Regions from separate parts of the Mus musculus genome. Here region 1 is linked to region 2. A link is a contact called in public HiChIP or PLAC-seq data. All regions are on one chromosome and are shown on one strand. Each heading gives the region's core, a stretch centred on a gene start, on an enhancer-like site or on the middle of the called end of the contact. The rest is flanking DNA. Distances are from core to core; before and after follow the strand shown. Region 1 has its middle 15 kb from the start of Gm32769. Region 2 holds the start of Aldh1a2 (aldehyde dehydrogenase family 1, subfamily A2).

Region 1 (3,411 bases), core at 157-2,656, 170 kb after region 2:
CATGTACACACACATGCACATGACTCTCTGAGATTCAGCATGGCAGTTATATGCTTTATTAATTTGATACCAAAAGCACTAATAACAAGAACAAAAGTTAACAAGTGACCCTACATCAAACTAGAATAGGTTTCTGTGGCTAAGGAAGGAAGTCACAAGGCATGGGGGCATATCCCTGTCATGCCAGCACTTGGGAGCTAAAGGCAGAAGGTTCATAGCTTTGAGGATAGCTGGGTATTACAGCAAGACCCTGTTGGAAGAGAGGGGGGAGGGGGTGATAGCTTTCCTGGTCTCATTCTGATAAAACACCCTGGCCAAAAGCAGTTTACAGAGGAAGCAGTTTGTTTTCTGTACGCATCTGGTCACGATTCATTATTGAAGGAAGTCAGAGCAGGCACGCAAGGCAGGAACCACGAGGGAACTCTGCTTGCTGGCTTGTTCACTGGCTGGTGCTTACCTAACTTTCTTATGTAGCCCCAAACCATCTACACGAGGAATGGTGCCACCCTTAGTAGGCTGGAGCCTCCCACGTCAGTTCAGACAATGTTTCACAGATGTGCCCACAAGTCAATCTGAACCAGGCCATTCCTCAAATGAGGCTTCTCCTCTTAAACGACTCCTTTGTCAGGTTGACAATCAAAACTAACCAAAACAGCAGCCTACAGGAAATATATGCTATATAACTGATAGGAATTAATATCCAAAACACATATGAATCTCATACAACTTAATAGATAAATAAATGAGTCACAATTTTAAATGGGACAAAGAACAGGAATAGATGTTTTTCTAAGAGTACATTCAAATTCACACCATCATTAATCATCAGGAGGATGCAAACCAAAGTCACAATGGGTCATTACTTGATACCTGTTAGGAAGAGACAAAAGAGAGGAGCAGTCCAGAGTGTTGGGAAAAGCAGCTTTGTACAGAGCTAGTGGGATTGTAAATTATCATTATGGGAAATTAGAACTCCCATACACCTAGCAACCCTAAGATAGATAGACAATTATACTAATTTCATATATGTGTATATGGGATTATATATATATACATATATATATGTATATACATATATATATGTATATACATATATATATGTATATATACATATATATATGTATATATGTATATATATATATATATATAATTAAATCAGTATCTTAAAGAACTCTTGTTTGTTGTAGCACTATTTATATCATCTAAGCTATGGAAACAATTTAAATATCTGTCAATAGGTAAAATGTGGTATATATATATCATGTCAAACATTATTCAGCTGCAAGAGAAAGAAATTTTATCATTTTTACAACCAGACAAAAATCCAAGGCCATCATATGAGGTGAAATAAACCAGACACAGGAAATGAAATGTATGATCTCATTTCTATTTAGAATCTAGGAGCTGGAGAGATGACTCAGCAGTTAAAAGCACTTGCTGCTCTTCCAGAGGGCTCAGTTTAGTCACCGGCATCCACATCAGGGGACTCACAGCCACCTCAGGGGGACCTGACAACCTCTTCCAAAATCTACTGGAAATTGTATTGATAGGTGTCTGTGCGTGTGTGTGCCCGCGCGCGCGCACACACACACACAGAGACACACACACAAAAACACACAAAATTAAAATCTTCTTTTAAAATCTTAGAATCTAAAAAAGCTTAATTTATATAAATAAGAATAGAAACAGGTTGCTAAAGGCTGTGGGAAGGAAAAATGGAGAAACACTGTTAAACATTAGAATGAATACCTGGATCTGATGTTTAATGTGGTGACTGTAGCTAAACGTACTGTACTGTTTACTTGAAGTTTGATAAGATAGCATATTTTTAGTACCCCCCACACACACACACCTGTCACATACATACAAATAACTATGAATTAAAGTGGCTATGTTGAGTCATTGATTGGAGTGGTCATTACACGTTGCACATATGTGTCATTTATACTGTACACATTGAATGTCTTTCATTTTTATTGATCAATTATGATTCAAAAAAGCCAGGAAGGTAAAAACATAAGATTATAGAACTTCAAGATGGAATAGAAAAGTTTAAGACTAAACTTTTCAAAACAGTTCAAAACAGTTGCTCAAATAAAGTTACTTTTTCTTACTAAAGATCAATGCGTAAAATAATCATAACCACATTCCCCATTAAAATTTAGAAAGGTGGGAGTGGCCAAAAATGTGTAAAAAAGTGAGATTGGTTAAAAATTCAAGGAAAATCACATGATCAAACACTATACAGGCCTTAAAACTGGGGTTTAGAGCAATATTGACAAATAAGGAAACCAAGTCTGATATTGTAAAAAAAAAAAAAAATGAAATGAAATGATGACATTGCCAAATGGTTTTCTTCTATATTTTCCTGTCTTTGGTACATTAATGGAGGGAAAAATGAAGCATATGTTATTTTAACAATCAGAGAAAAAGCTACCATGCTTCCTTTATTCATTTGAATAAGGAGTTTCCAAGCAAGCCAGCGAACCTGGCTCTTGGGTGCTTTTTAAAGTCACACAGATTTTTGACAGCCATGGGATTCTAATTTTAAGACTTTTATTTTTATTAATCTGTATGTGTACATGTCTATATGAGTGTACGCCGCATGTGTGCAGTACCCACAGAGACCAGGAGAAGGTATCAGGTTCTCTGGACTAGAGTCAGGTGTTTGTGAGCTTCCCAGTGTGGGTACTGAAAGCTGAATGCAGGACTCAGTAAGTGAAGTAGTGCTCTTAATGGAATGAGCCATCTCTCTAGATCCAGTCTTGAACTTAGTATTAGCTGGTCCTGGTCTAACAGAAGACATAAACAGCTTGCGTCATAGTTCTCAGACCTGATTTTCCAGATTAATTTAAGTTTATCACACTCCCCAACTTATGTATATTGGGGAGAAAAGTAGACTGGGAGAAAACACTTACTAGAAGCACTGAGTTGCTGGGGGGAAAATTGAAATAAAGCTTGCCACTAAAGCCACAGCCAATCCCCAGTCCTCCTGGACTCTGTCCCTAGCCTGTTCCTGAAGCTATCCCAAGGGCCATCTGCCCAATGCAGTAGACTAATGCCCACTAACATACACTAGAATCATCTCATGAGCCCCAGATTATATCCTAAGGCAGTGTTCATTAGCCAGTGCACTCCAGGGCCCAGGAAACAGCAACATTATTGTCAGGGAAGCCATCCATGCACAAACCAGCCACAAGCATTGACCAGATGGTCAAGTCATGTTTTGTACTGATGGGTTCTATTTTTCATCTCCATACAGATGTTGATATAGTAGACACAAATGTAATTTTCAGTGTAAATGAACTGACATCAGCTTTTCTCCAAGCATCGCTCAACTACTGGACTCTCAGTGAGAACATGGAGAGTCAGCCAGGTCTCCTCCTGCTAACTAGAGCATCTTGGGAACCA
Region 2 (3,751 bases), core at 1,080-3,579:
CCACATACTGACTGGCCTTTCCAATTGCAGGTAGCAAATAAGAAATGGAAGAGTTGGGTCAAAAGTGCAAATTCTGGCTTATGCTTTCAGACACTCCTTCCAGACCATTTTCAGCCATCCGGCCCACAAGATTCCCCCTTTTCTTTCTTCCTCAAAGACTTCTAATGGCTTTTCGGTACTTCCATCATTAAGTTCCCCAGAAGCATTAAGGTTCCCACAACCTGGAGTTAACTGACTTACCAGCCTCGTTTGCTGCTCTTCCAGCTGCAGCCGATGCTCCCTGAAACATTCCCAAACAGTTCTGTTCAGCTGCTGCTGCTGCAGCAGCCTCTGCGGAGGCAGCAGTGCTCCCACCTCTACCAGTGAAGTTTCACTTCCCTAGCCACAAGCAGGGCAAAAGGTCAGCTTCCCTAGATACCCGGCCTCCCACTTAGGTGGAGCACCAAGGTCTTGTCTTTGCTCCACTTTTGAGAGCTGTCCCTCTTACAGACAGTTATCTATAGATCTACAGGAAAGGTGGTGAGCTTACCCAGGAGCAAGGCTCTTCATCTTGTCTTAAAGTGACCTCCAGCATGGTGCCCTGCTTGGAAGATGGGGAAAACACCTTTGAACAAAACAAATGAACAACAACAAAACACCTCAAACAACAACTTCGACAATAAACCAAAACAAAGAACAGCACCAAAAACTATTTTTTTTGCTGGGGTGTTTGCTCTTCCTTCACCAAACCCTGAGATCATCCTCCTCCCCAACAGACTCCTTCCCTCTCTCTCCTTCCCTCCTTCCCTCCCTCCCTCCTTCCTTCCTTCCCTCCCTCCCTCTTCCCTCCCTTCCTCTGTCCCTCCCTCCGTTCCTCCTCTGTACCCCCTTCCCCTTCCCCCCTCTCTTCCTCCCTCGCTCCTTCTCTCCTGTAAGAGAGGATGAACTTGAACTTCTAATCCTCTTGCCTCCATCCAGTGGGATGCTGGGAATTACAGGCATGCATCTCTACCCCAGTTCAAGGTGGTGCTGGCAACTAAACCCAGCGTTCTAGGCAAGCACTCTACCTACAGAGCTACCTCCCCACCATTCTTCTTATTCTTTCTCAGTCTTCTACAGCTTAAATAAAGGCGATTCTTAGGAGTATATTCGGTTATTAAGACACACTCTTTGGCCATAAACGTTCCCTGTGAATAGGAATTTTTCAACTGCCTAAATTAGGCTGTATTGTTGCTCTAGGACGACGACGTAGTGCTTGCTCGGTCACTTTAGGCAGATACCCTATAAAGAGTTCTCGGAGCCTGGAACTTGTCTCACAAATTCAATTAAGACAACAGCATTCTGTCTGCACAGAATCTAAGCACCAATCATTTACGGAATTTTAGTTAATGAACACATCTAAAGTAAGTGTTTTGTAGTGAACAACATGCAAAGAAATGATTGAGCAAGAGCGAAGCAGTTGCTTGGGAGTTGAGAGTCTTCCATAGAAAAACAGGAAGAGTCAGGTTGGATAAGGCTGTGGGATTTTCATGGGGATAGAGGCAGAAAGCCCTATAAAGAGCTATCTATATGGGCTCGTGATATTGGTCCAATGATTCTCCCACGCTATCTGGAGTGAACTGTCTAGGCTACTGATTCCTGATCAGCGCCCATCTTTACTCAACTATAAGGCTGCTTGTAAGACGAGAAGGGATGGAGATGGAAGCTCAACCCGGAGATTCTGACAGGAAGAGCAACAGAAAATCCCAAGTGTTTCCCGGTGTGGATGGGAAGAGGAAAGGAAAGGGCTGGAAGGAGACCATCAAGACCTGGAATATCCAGGCAACCCAAGGCAGATGAAGCCCACGGCCTCAGGCACAACTAGGCCGCGGGGCCGGCAGAGGGCAGCAGTTGGGCTGAGAAGCCTGGTGGGGGCCAGCGCGGCGTCGGCGGTTCCAGAAGGTTCTCCTTGGGAGTGTGGGGAGCATCTATCACCCCACCCAGCGGCCACGCGCCCCTCGCGCCACGCGGAAGGCTGAGCGAAAGCTCTTTCGGGCTGCTCGGGACCCCGGGGGAGGAGAAGAGCGAGTGTTAGGAAGGGCGCGGGGCTCGGCGGGGCCGCGGCTCGGGCGCCTCTCCTCCCGGCCGACCAGCGCTAAGGCTCGCGGGGCTGCCATCGGCCAGCGCGGTCCCGCCGAGGCTGCGCTCCGGCCGTCGAGGCCCCCCCGGGCGCGCCCGCGGGAGCGTGGGCCGCGGACTTGACCGTGCGGGCGCCGCGCGCGGCCGTATGCAAATGTCCTCCTGGGCCGGCCCCCCGCGCCTGTGGGCCGCACGTCCAATAAGAAGCGCCCCCCGCTTGACACCTGCCTATATACAGCGAGCGCGCCCCGGCCGCGCAGCGCCCCGCGCACACCCACCCGTGGCCGCCCATGACTTCCAGCGAGATCGCCATGCCGGGCGAGGTGAAGGCCGACCCCGCCGCGCTCATGGCCTCGCTGCAGCTCCTGCCGTCGCCCACGCCCAACCTCGAGATCAAGTACACCAAGGTAAAGCCGTCCGGCGGACGCTTTCTGGAAGCATCCTCTGGATCCCTTCAGAGGCCGGGGGCCCGGAGGTCGCCTGTCATCTCCGCGCCTCCGCGGGGACCGCGATGCGGGCTTCTCAAGTCCCGCCCCGGTTTAGGGAGCGTCTTGGGAGAACCGGTCCCAAACAGAAGGCAGCGCGGGGATCGCCAGCGGCGGCGGACGGTGGTGACGACCTCGGGACTGCCTGGGGAGGTGGGATTTCCCAGAGCAGACCTGGGTCTGGTTCTGGAGTCCCCTATGACTCTTTAGAGCCGGCTAGGGTCCGGTCCTAGATGTCCCTAGGGCAGAACGAGGCTTAGTTCTGGGGTCCCTTAGAGCTCAGGGCAGACCGGAGTCCGGTTGTGCGAGCCCCCAAGTTTTATCAGAGCAAATGGAGTTTGGCTCTGGGGTCCCCCAGGTCTCCTCAGAGCAGTCCGGGCTCTGGCTTGAGGAGGGTGTTCCCCTGGGTTTCCTCAGAGCCCACCGGGGTGCAGTTCTCCCTGTCCCTCGGTCTCAGAGCAGAGTGGGGTTCACCGCCAGGGTGGCATTGCGGTCCGGTGTCGCCCCGCGGTCCCTCGGGTCCGGAGGTGCGCGGCCGCGCGGGCTTATCTTCCCTCAGAGCGGAGTCGCTGAAGGGTTGTCAGGACCGGAGTCCCACAGACTTCGCGGGGACCTGGCCGAGACGCAGTAGGTCTATGCCAGGATTTCCTCGGGATTTTGTAGGCAATGGACATTTTAGAAAAAGGGAAAATAACTCAAGTCACATAAATTAGCGAGCTCACTTTTGCACTGATAAGCCTAATGATTTTTTTCCTAACGAATTCTGACATCTTAGTTTGTCAAGCACGAATTATTGTTGTTAAACTGCATTAAAAAGCAATACACGCCTGCTGCCCCATGTGACTTGATCCCCTACCACTCCACCGTTCTCAGGGAAAAAAAATCCACGGGGGAAATTTGTGAAATACATACACAAAGGGATTGAATGTTATAGCAAAAAGGCGACTGTAGCCTTTAAAGCCACACTTCTTGAGAGTTCATTTTAGAATTTTTTTTTTTAATTTGATTTTCATTCCTACCGCAAACTCTCGCCAGTTAACTGCAGCGCGCGCACACGATACAGCTGATAAGTGTTCCATCGCGGGCATTACACTATACGCGAAAAGCAGAGAAGTTAAGTTGTTCGCATGTGACAACTGTTACGGTTGAAAGAGAAATGCAAAAACATC

What was found. HiChIP or PLAC-seq counts read pairs in DNA pulled down with a chosen protein or histone mark.
Region 1: a contact with region 2 is called in an H3K4me3 HiChIP or PLAC-seq map of bone marrow-derived macrophages, with 3 times the contacts expected there. The contact joins the enhancer-like site here to the promoter of Aldh1a2 in region 2. A contact is called at or near these places in 4 of 39 promoter capture datasets (embryonic stem cells, frontonasal cranial neural crest, second pharyngeal arch cranial neural crest and 1 more), 5 of 484 Hi-C or Micro-C datasets (the AML12 cell line, embryonic stem cells and uterus), 4 of 115 datasets of contacts at active chromatin or transcription factors (bone marrow-derived macrophages, embryonic stem cells and stem cell-derived neural progenitor cells) and 2 of 9 other capture datasets (embryonic stem cells and macrophages).

What each region holds. Positions count from the first base shown.
Region 1 is chr9:71,386,190-71,389,600 of GRCm38.p6, forward strand. No RefSeq gene overlaps it. Among named protein-coding and RNA genes, the nearest start is that of Gm32769, 15 kb to the left of the region's middle. Within about 2 kb of position 1,407, at least 6 of the 459 cell types and tissues checked have an H3K27ac peak or open chromatin away from gene starts, as enhancers often do. A contact at or near this core is called in bone marrow-derived macrophages, where this site is marked.
Region 2 is chr9:71,213,460-71,217,210 of GRCm38.p6, forward strand. Aldh1a2 (aldehyde dehydrogenase family 1, subfamily A2) reads left to right here and starts at 2,330. Exons shown (of 14, transcript NM_009022.4): 1 at 2,330-2,504. The coding sequence starts at 2,388. Gm3458 (predicted gene 3458) reads right to left here and starts at 1,927. Exons shown (of 4, transcript NR_110518.1): 1 at 1,788-1,927; 2 at 530-580; 3 at 241-280.